3 separate regions of the Sus scrofa genome follow, and all the other regions are linked to region 1. Evidence: chromatin contacts called from public HiChIP or PLAC-seq data. All regions are on one chromosome and are shown on one strand. The core of a region is the stretch at or near the end of the contact, and the rest is flanking DNA. Distances in the headings are between cores, read along the strand shown. Region 1 holds the start of TAF1 (transcription initiation factor TFIID subunit 1). Region 2 holds the start of MED12 (mediator of RNA polymerase II transcription subunit 12). Region 3 holds the start of OGT (O-linked N-acetylglucosamine (GlcNAc) transferase).

Region 1 (3,796 bases), core at 503-3,002:
CTATTTTTTGGCCATACTCACGGTACATAGAAGTTCCCAGGCCAGGGACTGCCACAAGAGAACTCTTCCATTTTGCTTTTTTGTCTTTTTGAGGGCCACGCCCTACATGCAGGTTTTTGTAGAGCTTTGTTATCTGGCCTAGAAATATAACTACTGTTAGAATATTCCACAGGACATCCATGCAGTGAAGTACTAAGCAGACATTAAAAAAAAGAATGAGGAAGAACCCTATGAAGTGGTACAGTGTGATTTCCAGGCTATATTATTAAGTGGAAAAAAACAAAACAAAACAAAAAGAATGTATAAATAGTATTCTAACTTTTTTTTTTCTTTTTAGGGCCACACCTGTGGCACATGGAAATCCCCAGGCTAGGGGTCCAACTGGAGTTGTAGCTGCCAGCCTACACCACAGCCACAGCCATGCAGGATTCAAGCCAAGTCAGTGACCTATGCCAAAGCTCATGGCAACACTGGGTCCTTAACCCACTGAGCGAGGCCAGGGGTCGAACTTGCATCCTCATGGATACTAGTAGGGTTCATAACCTGCTGAGCCACAATGGGGAACTCTAGGTGGTGTTAGCTTTGAATTGAAGGTGTTAGTATAAACTCATTCTTTTATTTTATTTTTTTTTTAGTTCTCTCCAATGAAAGGGCCTACAAGCAACGATGCCCCAGTTTCTAAGCACTATTCCCCACTAAAAAGAACCAGGGCCACTTGGAGAAATGGCTTATATCAGGTCTGCGACAGGGAATGCACAGAGTAAGTCTTGAACACCTTGTGCCAAAAAGCAAGGACGTGCTCAATAATAATAAGAGTAAGTCTTGAACACCTTGTGCCAAAAAGCAAGGACGTGCTCATATCAAAAGGACACAGGAGCCAGAGTGAAGTGGTTCCCAGTGGACAGTCAGAGCATCAAAGATAATAATGGTGCTAGACTGTAACACATTAAAATAAAAATGCAAGAAAAGAGGTAAGAAAAGGGAAAGTTCTCCTTTACTAAGTCCAGTTAATAAATGTAGAAGGAATTAATAATTAGCAAAATCACCCTTTTGCACTCTTCCAATAACTGATTCAGGCAAGGATCACCAACAGATGCTAAAACCTTTAGGTGTAAGGGCGATGGGGAATAGAATATATACACGATTTCAAAGTATCACCCCCTAGATTATGTACTAATTATAAGAGGAAAAATGTGCTATTGCGACAGAGAAATCTGGTGGACACCCTTTTTTGAAGTGATCAAATTCAGCATCAGCAACATTGGGACAACCTGACATTGTGCTTTCTGATGGCTGCCGGTAAGATATTTAACTTGAATCGCTTTAAAGAAAAAATTAGATGAATTCTTCCCAAAATGTAGTAGTATCATGCAACACAGAGAAAGAGGCTGAACCCTGAATGGATCCCGGACTGAAATGTAAAATGCTCCAATTAAGACAACTGAATAAATTTAAACATGGACTGTATGTTAAACGATATTGAATTAATGTTAAGTTCTTAAGATGTGCTAATAGTATTGTGGCTATGTAGAAAAAAGTATTTTTGGGGTGAAGACTTTCAAAAGGTTCGGGGAAACAAAAACTGGCAGTGTTTAAACTGAATCTAGGTGAAGGGTCGGCTATTTTATTCACCTTTTACTTTAACACCCCGAAAAAAAGGGGGTGTGTGTCAATTCAAAACAACCAACCTGCAAAGGTACCTTTGGCACAGTGACGAAGCGGTAAAGCAACTGATAGCAGAGATGAAAAGGACCCAACCCTTACTTCCATTTCCTGTGCCGTAGTGACGTGTAGTTACCGGGACGCAGACCATGTGACCCAGGTGACTCCTTCTGATTGGAGAAATAGCCGTCGCTCCCTCAGTGCGCAGACACGGAGCCTACGCAGAAAAGTGGATGGGGGCGGGACCAAGTATTTTCTTTGACCAACCGCTTTCCACGAATCCAGCGCGGATAGTCCAATCCAAAGCCGCTAGTAAAGTAGTGACACCAATTCTCCTTTCTCGTAGGACGGGCGGTCTTTCCGGTTCTTTTTTTCCTTTATGCCGCTTCCGGTGGGGGCTGGTAAGGTGTAGGAACTCTGCGAGTCACTTCTGGGCGACTCATTTTTATTTCCGGTCTATGGGACGAAGCTGCGATTTGCCGTTGCCTGTAGCAGCTGCCGGCACCGACGCCGCCATCATGTCGGACACAGACAGCGATGAAGATTCCGCTGGAGGCGGCCCATTTTCTTTAACCGGTTTCCTTTTCGGCAACATCAATGGAGCCGGGCAGCTGGAGGGGGAAAGCGTGTTGGACGATGTGAGGGGGTGGGAGAGGGAATAGGGCTGGAGGGTGGATCGGCTAGGGAATACGTGAAGTGAGGGGAGTTGAGGGTGCTTAGGACAGGAGACTAGAGGGCGCGCTCAACGTGCGAGAAAACCAGAGAAGCGGCTGCGCTGCTAGTGGGTTGTGTTGTAACCCAGAACTAGGGGGCTCGGTTCTGGACGAGGGTTGGGGCCAGAGAGGAGAACGATAGGCAAGACCTGGTACGTCAGCGACGCTGATATGGGTGACTTCCAAGCTAATTCTTCTTGACCAGGGAATAGGAAAAATAGCAGCTTAACCTAGTGATTGCTTTCAAACCATTGCCGTAAGAGCCTTGGCTATTTCTTGAAACTGTCTGCCTTTGTGACCTCACTGACTAGACGTGGCTCTAGAGCAAGAGGACTGATCTGCAACAAATCATGTGGTTCAGGCCCCAGTTCTTAACCATCCAGGGCAGACCCCTTCTGGTTCCAGGGCACTTCTTACATGGTTTTCCCACTGTTCGTTGAGGGTCCTGAAGTAGTTTCCTGTGGCCAGCGGACACTCACCTGTACTCATTTAAGTTCATTATTTCAAGGAGAAAATATTGACCAACAATATTCCTCCTTCCCTGCAATACAAATAAAAGATAGCAATAAAGTTCCTGCCTTTGCTTTCTCTTCGAAATGACCTCAGTTTCCTTAGCCTTTATTCAGAGAACTGCTGTTACATTCATTCAGTCTTGGTAGTGGTTCCTTGAATAATCTTTTTCTTTTCTTTTTTCTTTTTTTGTCTTTTGTTGTTGTTGTTTTGTTGTTGTTGTTGTTGCTATCTCTTGGGCCGCTTCCGCGGCATATGGAGGTTCCCAGGCTAGGGGTTGAATCGGAGCTGTAGCCACCGGCCTACACCAGAGCCACAGCAACGCGGGATCCGAGCCGCGTCTGCGACCTACACCACAACTCACAGCAACGCCGGATCTTTAACCCACTGAGCAAGGGCAGGGACCGAACCCGCGACCTCATGGTTCCTAGTCGGATTCGTTAACCACTGCGCCACGACGGGAACTCCGAATAATCTTTTTCTTACATTACTTTAAATGGTGGTGAAATTGGACATGATAATAAAGATCTGATCAATGTTGAGTTCAGTGGAAGATGTACTTTACAGTTCTCAAATGTGGTGCTCCCTTAGCACATCACTGAGTCATTTTATATATGGATTTATCACTTGTGGAGCTGAGAAATAAGCCTTATGGTGTGGGAAACATTTAGTTAATTGTCTTTGATTCTAGCGCTGTCCCTTTTTCAGGAGTGTAAGAAGCACTTGGCAGGCTTGGGGGCTTTGGGTCTGGGCAGCCTGATCACTGAACTCACAGCAAATGAAGAATTGACTGGGACTGATGGTGCCCTGGTAAATGATGAAGGTGAAGTCTGGGTTGTGTGGAGTAAGATGGGGGAGGAGGCTAGCCACTTACTGTTACGTGTACTTTTCAGCGGGAATTATCTAAGTGA
Region 2 (3,796 bases), core at 962-3,461, 230 kb before region 1:
TCCTCAGGGTTACCTCCTCCAATATGTTTTTCTCTCCCCAGTCAAAATTAATTTATCTTCCCATTGTGATTCAATAACATTTTCTTACTGTTACTTTCATTGGTTATTGGCTAGCTTTATAATTTTTATCTATTGTTATTTGTTAACCTGTATTATAACCCTCTTTTCTCTAAAAGGCAATACCATCATAAAAAGAATATCAAGTCAAGGAGTTCCCGTTGTGGCTCAGGAATTAATGAACCCTGCTAGTATCTATGAGGATGCCAGTTCAATCCCTGGCCTCGCTCTCTGGGTTAAGGATCCAGCATTGCTGTGAGCTGTGGCGTAGGTTGCAGACGTGGCTCAGATCTGGTGTGGCTGTGGCTGTGGTGTAGCACAGCTGCAACTTCCATTCGATCGCCAGCCTGGGAACTTCCAGGGATGCGGCCCTTAAAAAAAAAAAAAAAAAAAAAAAAAAAAAAAAAAAAAGTCAGGAAAAGTATGATATCACTGGATTTCCCATCGTGGCACAGTGGTTAACGAATCCGACTAGGAACCATGAGGTTGCGGGTTCGATCCCTGCCCTTGCTCAGTGGGTTAACGATCCAGCGTTGCCGTGAGCTGTAGAGCAGGTCGCGGACGCGGCTCGGATCCCGCGTTGCTGTGGCTCTGGCGTAGGTCGGCGGCTACAGCTCCGATTCAACGCCTAGCCTGGGAACCTCCATATGCCGCGGGAAGCGGCCTAGAAAAGACAAAAAAAAAAAAAAAAAGTATGATATCACTCATATGTGGAACCTGAAAAATGCAACAAACTAGTGAATGTAACAAAAAAGCAGATTCACAGATACAAAGAACCAACTAGGGGTTACACTGGGAGAAGCGAGAAGGGGGAAGGACAGTTTAGGTGTAGGAGACTATAAGATACAAACTATCACGTATAAAATGAGCTAAAAAGATATATTGTATAACATGAGGAATGTAGCCAATATTTTATAATTATGAATGGAGTATAACCTTTAGAAAATACGAACCACTATACTGTGCACCCGTAACTTATGCAATATTGTACACCAAATATACTTCAATTTAAAAAAGCAGGGGGAGTTCTTAGTGGGTTATAAACCTGACATACTAGTATCCATGAGGATTCGGGTTCCATCCCGGGCCTCACTTAGTGGGTTAAGGATCCTGTTGCAGTGGCTGTGGCTGTGGCAGGCAGCTGCAGCTCGGATTTGACCCTTAGTCTGGGAACCTCCATATGCTGAAGGTGCGGCCCTACAAAAAGCAAATAAAATTAAATTAAAAAGCAGGTAAAAAAATAGAATAGCCAATGATATGATATACCACTTAAAGAAGAGTCAAGGAAAAAAACCCTAGTCTCAGCTCTGTTATTCAGTAGCTATATAAACCAACTCCCACTCCTTGAGAATCAGCTTCCTCATCTACAAAATGGAGACAATAATAATCCCTAACACATGGGGCTTTTGTGGATTAAAAGAGATAATGTCTGAAAAGCATCTGATACTTAATAGGTGCCTCTTTCTATAGAGCAAGCGTTCTTAACCTGGAGTTCCTGAATCTTCGGAGTATATATGGATGAACTTCGTGGAGGGGTGTGTGTGTAAGAATCTCCGTGGAAAGTGTCTAACGTTTTGTATATCTCTACGTGCTTTTTTTTTTTTTTTTTTTTTCTGGGAAGAAGGGCCGTAGCTTCCACCGCATTTTAAAGGGACTTTGAATCAGAAGAGGTTAAGAACCTCAGTGCTAGACCATAGGGACCTTGAGGGATTAGAGCCGACCTTTGTGTGTGTGTGGGGGGGGGGGGGGTTAATATGTGTTTCCTTATGCATACATCGTTTCTAATCTTCACAACAGTCCCTTGAAGGAAGTGTTTGTTAGTACACCCATTTTTCAGATGCGGAACCTGAGAAATGAAGAAGCAGTTTGGAAAAGGCAGAGTTCCCAACAAACGCACAGACGATCAAGCACTTATTTATTCTAGGCCGGGAACGGAGGGAGGTGCTGGGAACGCAATTCTAACCGGAGCTCGGTGCGGTGGCCGCCTCCCGCCTCGCGGGTTCGCATCCCCAGTCCAGCACAGGGTTAGCGAATGTCGCAAAGATCTTGACTGAGTGAAGTCGATCTGCGGCCGCCGGGGCAGAAAAAGCTCCCCCGGCGCCGAGCTCCGCCCCACGCCGGGTGGGCCCCGCCCCCGTTCCCCCCCCTACCCCGCGGTCGGTATTGTCCGACGGTTCCCGGCGTCCCTCGGTTTACCTCGGTAGTTTCCGGCAATGATCGAGAGTTTCTAACGTGCCCCCTTGTTGTCTCTCGGCTGCCGTCCTCGCCTCCGCTGCCCCCCTTTTCGGCTCCCTCTCCCCCTCCCCCAGCGGCCGGGCCCGGCTGGCGCCTCTGGCGCTACGGGCTGGGCAAGATGGCGGCCTTCGGGATCTTGAGCTACGAACACCGGCCCCTGAAGCGGCCGCGGCTGGGGCCTCCGGATGTGTACCCTCAAGATCCCAAACAGAAGGAGGTACGTTCAAAAATCCGGGCTCCCCAGGGGCCGGGGGCCAGCGATCGGCAGAAGAGGAAGCACTGAAAGCTTGGCGGGGGGGGGGGGGGGCGGGGCGGTTCGCCGGGAGCGAAAGTCCCGAAAGGGGGAAGAGTAAAGTGGGCTGGCGTAGGAGAGTAGGATCTGGTGGGGGTGGGGGGTGGTTCCTGGGTGCCAGCTGGGAGTGATATCGGGGCCACGCTGGAGGCGCCCCCCTCTACACACACACACCTCAGAAAGTTGTCTGAGGCAGCTGGGTGAGCAACGGCTGCTCTGCTTCCAAGCTCGCAGGGGAAGAGTGCTGTTGAGTGAGCTCTGGGGGATTGGGAATCTTAGTGACTGTGGGGGTGAGGGTGGGGTCCAAATGAATGTTAGGGCCTAGCTTTAAATAACAATCTGTTCTACTCCGAATCCTCCTCCTCCCTTCCCCCCTCCCCATGTTCCCTTCTCTTCTGCCCTCTCCCACCACCAACCTTCCCCCCCCCCCCCGTGGCGGGGGCTAACATGTCGTTTTCCCGCTTTAGGATGAACTGACAGCCTTGAATGTAAAACAAGGTTTCAATAACCAGCCCGCTGTCTCTGGGGATGAACATGGCAGTGCCAAGAACGTCAACTTCAATCCTGCCAAGGTGAGACAACCCTGCCAAGCTGAAGGAAAAGGCTGGAAGAATTTGAGAAGGCGCAAAGGCCCTGGGTTGGGAAGACTTAAAGGGACCACCTAAATGGCTGAGTTTTCCTTCATAACCTCATGCTACCACATTGGCATTTGCCTATCAAAGGCACAACCACCTCTCTACCCCTTCTTCCCACCCTGAGGTGTAGTTTTCTTCCCTCAGATCAGTTCCAACTTCAGCAGCATTATTGCAGAGAAGTTACGTTGTAACACCCTCCCTGACACTGGTCGCAGGAAGCCCCAAGTGAACCAGAAGGACAACTTCTGGCTGGTGACTGCACGATCCCAGAGTGCCATTAACACCTGGTTCACTGACCTGGCTGGCACCAAGCCACTCACACAACTAGCCAAAAAGGTGAGATACCATTTCTTGTTCTTCAAGCCAGGGAGTGGAGTGTGGGTACCAAGCACCCTCCGATTCCCAGATTAAGCTACATGAATGCCAGCTCATGGGGGTAATGGAGGTCTCACTATTTGTGATGTCCGTCCAGGTCCCCATTTTCAGTAAGAAGGAAGAAGTGTTTGGGTACTTAGCCAAATACACAGTGCCTGTGATGCGGGCAGCCTGGCTCATTAAGATGACCTGTGCCTACTAT
Region 3 (3,796 bases), core at 329-2,828, 140 kb after region 1:
ACTAATCAGTAAGGCCTAAACATCTGCCAGTGGAATCTGAGAAGTCTGTTCTAAAAGTTGAAAAGCTGATTTTATTCACCACAGATGGAGCACTTACAGTGGCGGGGGTTAGAGGGGTGCGGTGGGGGCGGTGGAGAAAAAGGTTTTACCAGTTAAATCAAATTAAGAGAAGAGGTTGGTGCACATTTTCTAGGAGAGTTTGTGTAGTGAACTTTGCCTTTTTCACAGCATCTGACTTTCAATTATGGATGTGATGGAAGAAATGATCAATACTACAAATTTCCTCGGTGCTCATATCTATAATTAACAGTTTGTGAACTGTCTTGAAGGAATTGAAGCAAAATTTGAGGATTTTTTTTTTTTTTAGTGTGGTCAGATGGCTAGGTAGTAGAAATGTTTTGAAGAAATTCACTGACTTGTTTTCTTAGATCAAGGACTTTTTTTTTAAATTAATAAAAGAGGCTCTGAGAGATGCAACTTGTTGCCTCCATTGGTTTATAATAATTTCTTGTGAATGTGGCAAGCTACCTTAAATCCTTTCTGGAACAAGAGATATAAATTAATACCAATGTGACAAAATGTCTAAACAGTGGACTTGAAACTGCAGGAGGATCATATAGAACTGATTTGTTCAAGGAAGTAGAGGCAATTTAGTTTCAATCTGCATGTGTGGTTTAGGTAGATGGCAAATGAATCCATTTATCATTGTTGAGCTGCCTTGAGCTAAATGCTATCACCGTTTGTAACGATTTGCAAAGCTATGTGGTGGAAATGAAATCACAATTCAGAAGAGAGTCGTGGATTTTGATGAATATGAATCATCTTTAACATTTTTATGGCTGCTGCTTTGGAGTGCAAACTCTCAGCGAGTCCCTGAGTTATGAAGCATTTGCCCTACGGAATTCTCTGGGTAGAACTATCCTGAATACCAAAAGGTTTTGGAAATTTCGGGCTATATGGCCAAAACGTGAGATTCTTGGGTTCATTTGGCCCTGTGAAACTTTTTCATCAAAGTGTTTAAATCAATGGCTGGAATCAGAACTAAGACGTATTCAAATTGAAACCCTCTCTGCCACCGTTTTAAACGTCAGCCTTGGAAATCTAGCCATTTAAATTTACTTAGAATTGATTCAACAGCCTTGTAACTCTTCCTTTCCGTACGACTAAAGTTGATGAAACTTTTCTAGACGCCTTTGGCATCTCTTAAAAATCTACATTCCTGGCTCGGTAATAGACTAGACTTCCCCACTTCGGCAAAAATGTATCCGTCCTGTGTATACGTTTCTTTTTACCCTTCCGCTCCGCTAGTAGAAAACTTGGACGCTCCCGCCCCAGACAGTGCCCTAACCGGGTCGGGTTGACAGGGTTGCTCGCATGCGCTCTCGACACAATCGTGTTTGTCGCAATGGGCCCTGCGCGGAAGGTTACATAGGAGCAAGTGACTTTGATTATAGTCATTTTGTTGGTTGCGCTGGTTACCGCGCTACTTCCGCGCTGGTACTTGATTGTAACAGAAAGTAGTTCCGGCCCGTGTTGTTTCGGCCGAGGAGCCGTCGCCGCCATTTCAAGACCGTGAGAGGTAGATGGCCAACCAGAGTTCTTAAGGTTCGAAGCCTGTAACTGTTGCCGCCTCTTAAGCCTGCCAAAGCACTGGTACGGCTGCTGCCCTCTTACTACTACCTCTAGAAACATTCTTGCCAGTAGTGGCGGCAGCGGGACTCAATTACCCTTTTCTCGCTTTTCCTAAAGAAGCTCCAGATGGCGTCTTCCGTGGGCAACGTGGCCGACAGCACAGGTACCGGTGTCCCTTCTACCTTGGCAGACGCCCCCTTGGGGTCTCGCGCCGTCCTCTGCCTCTCATCACTCCCTTCCTTCCCTCTAGCCATCCCCATTACATCAGTGGCATCGCTGAGCTTTTCGTCGTCTGCCGGCATCTGATCGGGGTTTCCGCTGTCGTCCGTTCTTCAAACATTTCCTCTTGCTTGCTGGCTTTTCGCTTCCTTTCTTGCTTTGTAATCCTATACATTTGCTAGCCTTCTACTCTCTCGGGACGCTTCTTTTCACACGTGCGCGCTTAGAATGTCTCGGAATGGACTGCATTGGAATCCCTGTCCTTCTCGCTGCCTTTCACTCTCCTTGGCAGTCGTTTTCTCCCTTAATTCAGCTCACCGCCCCCTCCTCTTCCTCCTCCACCCTGCTCCCCTTAGCCCAATTTGGTGCTCCTCTGTCAATCGAGGGCGGGGGTGCCGGTCCGATGTAATCGTATCCTCACTTTGCATCACCCAAGGACGAGCCCAGGCTCCTGGGTGTGCTCCGAGTAATCTCGAGCCCAGGGGCTTTTGAGCAGTGCCCCGCCGGGCAGCGCCTTTCTGCCGGGCTTTCGGTTGAGCGAGCGGCCCCGGTTTCGATTGGAAATTTCCAGGGGTTCCTTTTGCCATCGTCCGATTCCACCCGCTGCCCCCAGCCTGGATTTCCCACCCTGTCCACCTCCCTCCCCTCCCGCGGGGAACCACACCCTTTCCTTCGCGAGGTTGCCAGCCTTGCGGTCCACTTCCTACCCTTGGGGAGAAACCACCCTGGTGCCGGGGCTTTGGCGTTGACCACCCTGCCCGCCCGATTCTCGCTTTGTGTTACTTTCTCCCTGTATTCCTCCGCCGCCGCCTCTGGGTCTTTCATCCCCATTCTTTAGCCCGGTATTTCTTTATTCATAGGGGGTGTATTTTTTTTAAGTTTTCATCCCCGCTTGAAGAGTTTGTAAAGCAACTGGAGTGTAGCTGCACAAGAGCAAGGCGGTTGCCCTTTCAGACAATTAGTCGAGAGCATTTGGTACTAAAAATAAGAAAACAACCAAATTACAGGAGTGTCCTTCGTCTGCCTTTCCATATTGAGGCTATTTGGAGCGGGGGGGGGGGGACCGGGCTGCGGTTCTAAGGTTTCCCACGAGGTTATTATTATTATTATTTTTTGGTTGGTTCCCTCAGTTGAGATGTGTCAGGGTTTTTTTTTTTAATTGTTTTTGGACATTGTGCAGTAAGAAGTGAATCTTCAATTGTGTCTCATCCATGATCGTAGGTAGTGGGATTAATAATTAGTGTTCCCCTCCCTCTCAGGGATTTTTAAAGATTTAAGATTCTGTCCTAGATTCTTCTGTACTAGCTTGCCCTTTTCTACGTGTTATTTTATTTGAGGAAGTTGTCATTTCCAGTGTTAAAATAGCAGATAAGCGGCTTTGAAAAATTGATAAAGTAATGTGTTAAAATAAGGAGCTCGGAAGTTCTAGAGGCTTGTCTAGTGATTTTTTAGTTTCTATTAGAGATATAACGTCCCCTAGATTTGGATGCAGGTCTCTCTTATGTTAGTGGTCAGCTGGCTGTGCATCCTCTTAGGGAATTTACTTAGCTTTCCTGAGAATACAGTTCACTCCTCAGCTCTAACGATTGGGGGGTCTAGGCTCAAATTTGAGCTTGTTACATAGACCTTGGTAGAATTTTATATAATTTGTACATGGTTTCCCACTCTATCTAGGGAAAGTGCTGTGGTCAGATTCCCAGTAATGTATCATTGTTTTAAGTATTTACAATTGAGTCTTAGGCAGCTTGTTGTTGTTTTCCCTCTCTGGGCTTTAGCTGTACACCCCTTATCTTTATGTATCTAAACCAAGTCACTTACACACAGCAAAGTGCTTTCATTTATTATTCATCCTGTCGCACTTTATCAAATGGTTTTATATTTTATCGTTTTCCCATTCTTTAAAAAAAAATCATTGCAGTTCTAAGTAACTGCTTGGTTTATACAA

Evidence for each region. HiChIP or PLAC-seq counts read pairs in DNA pulled down with a chosen protein or histone mark.
Region 2: an H3K27ac HiChIP or PLAC-seq map of alveolar macrophages shows a contact between it and region 1. The contact joins the promoter of MED12 here to the promoter of TAF1 in region 1. A contact is called at or near these places in 1 of 47 Hi-C or Micro-C datasets (embryonic fibroblasts) and 1 of 2 datasets of contacts at active chromatin or transcription factors (alveolar macrophages).
Region 3: a contact with region 1 is called in an H3K27ac HiChIP or PLAC-seq map of alveolar macrophages. The contact joins the promoter of OGT here to the promoter of TAF1 in region 1. A contact is called at or near these places in 1 of 5 promoter capture datasets (fetal liver), 2 of 47 Hi-C or Micro-C datasets (alveolar macrophages and undifferentiated spermatogonia) and 2 of 2 datasets of contacts at active chromatin or transcription factors (alveolar macrophages and skeletal muscle).

What each region holds. Positions count from the first base shown.
Region 1 is chrX:57,380,459-57,384,254 of Sscrofa11.1, forward strand. It overlaps TAF1 (transcription initiation factor TFIID subunit 1), which reads left to right and starts at 1,753. Exons shown (of 38, transcript XM_021079953.1): 1 at 1,753-2,300; 2 at 3,594-3,708. The coding sequence starts at 1,896. It overlaps LOC110257711 (a long non-coding RNA gene), which reads right to left and starts at 1,776. Exons shown (of 2, transcript XR_002340621.1): 1 at 1,689-1,776; 2 at 1-138.
Region 2 is chrX:57,148,673-57,152,468 of Sscrofa11.1, forward strand. MED12 (mediator of RNA polymerase II transcription subunit 12) reads left to right here and starts at 2,212. Exons shown (of 45, transcript XM_001927848.6): 1 at 2,212-2,509; 2 at 3,052-3,156; 3 at 3,364-3,555; 4 at 3,692-3,796. The coding sequence starts at 2,411. It also overlaps a transcript of IL2RG not described here.
Region 3 is chrX:57,519,594-57,523,389 of Sscrofa11.1, forward strand. It overlaps OGT (O-linked N-acetylglucosamine (GlcNAc) transferase), which reads left to right and starts at 1,579. Exons shown (of 22, transcript NM_001039748.2): 1 at 1,579-1,795. The coding sequence starts at 1,759.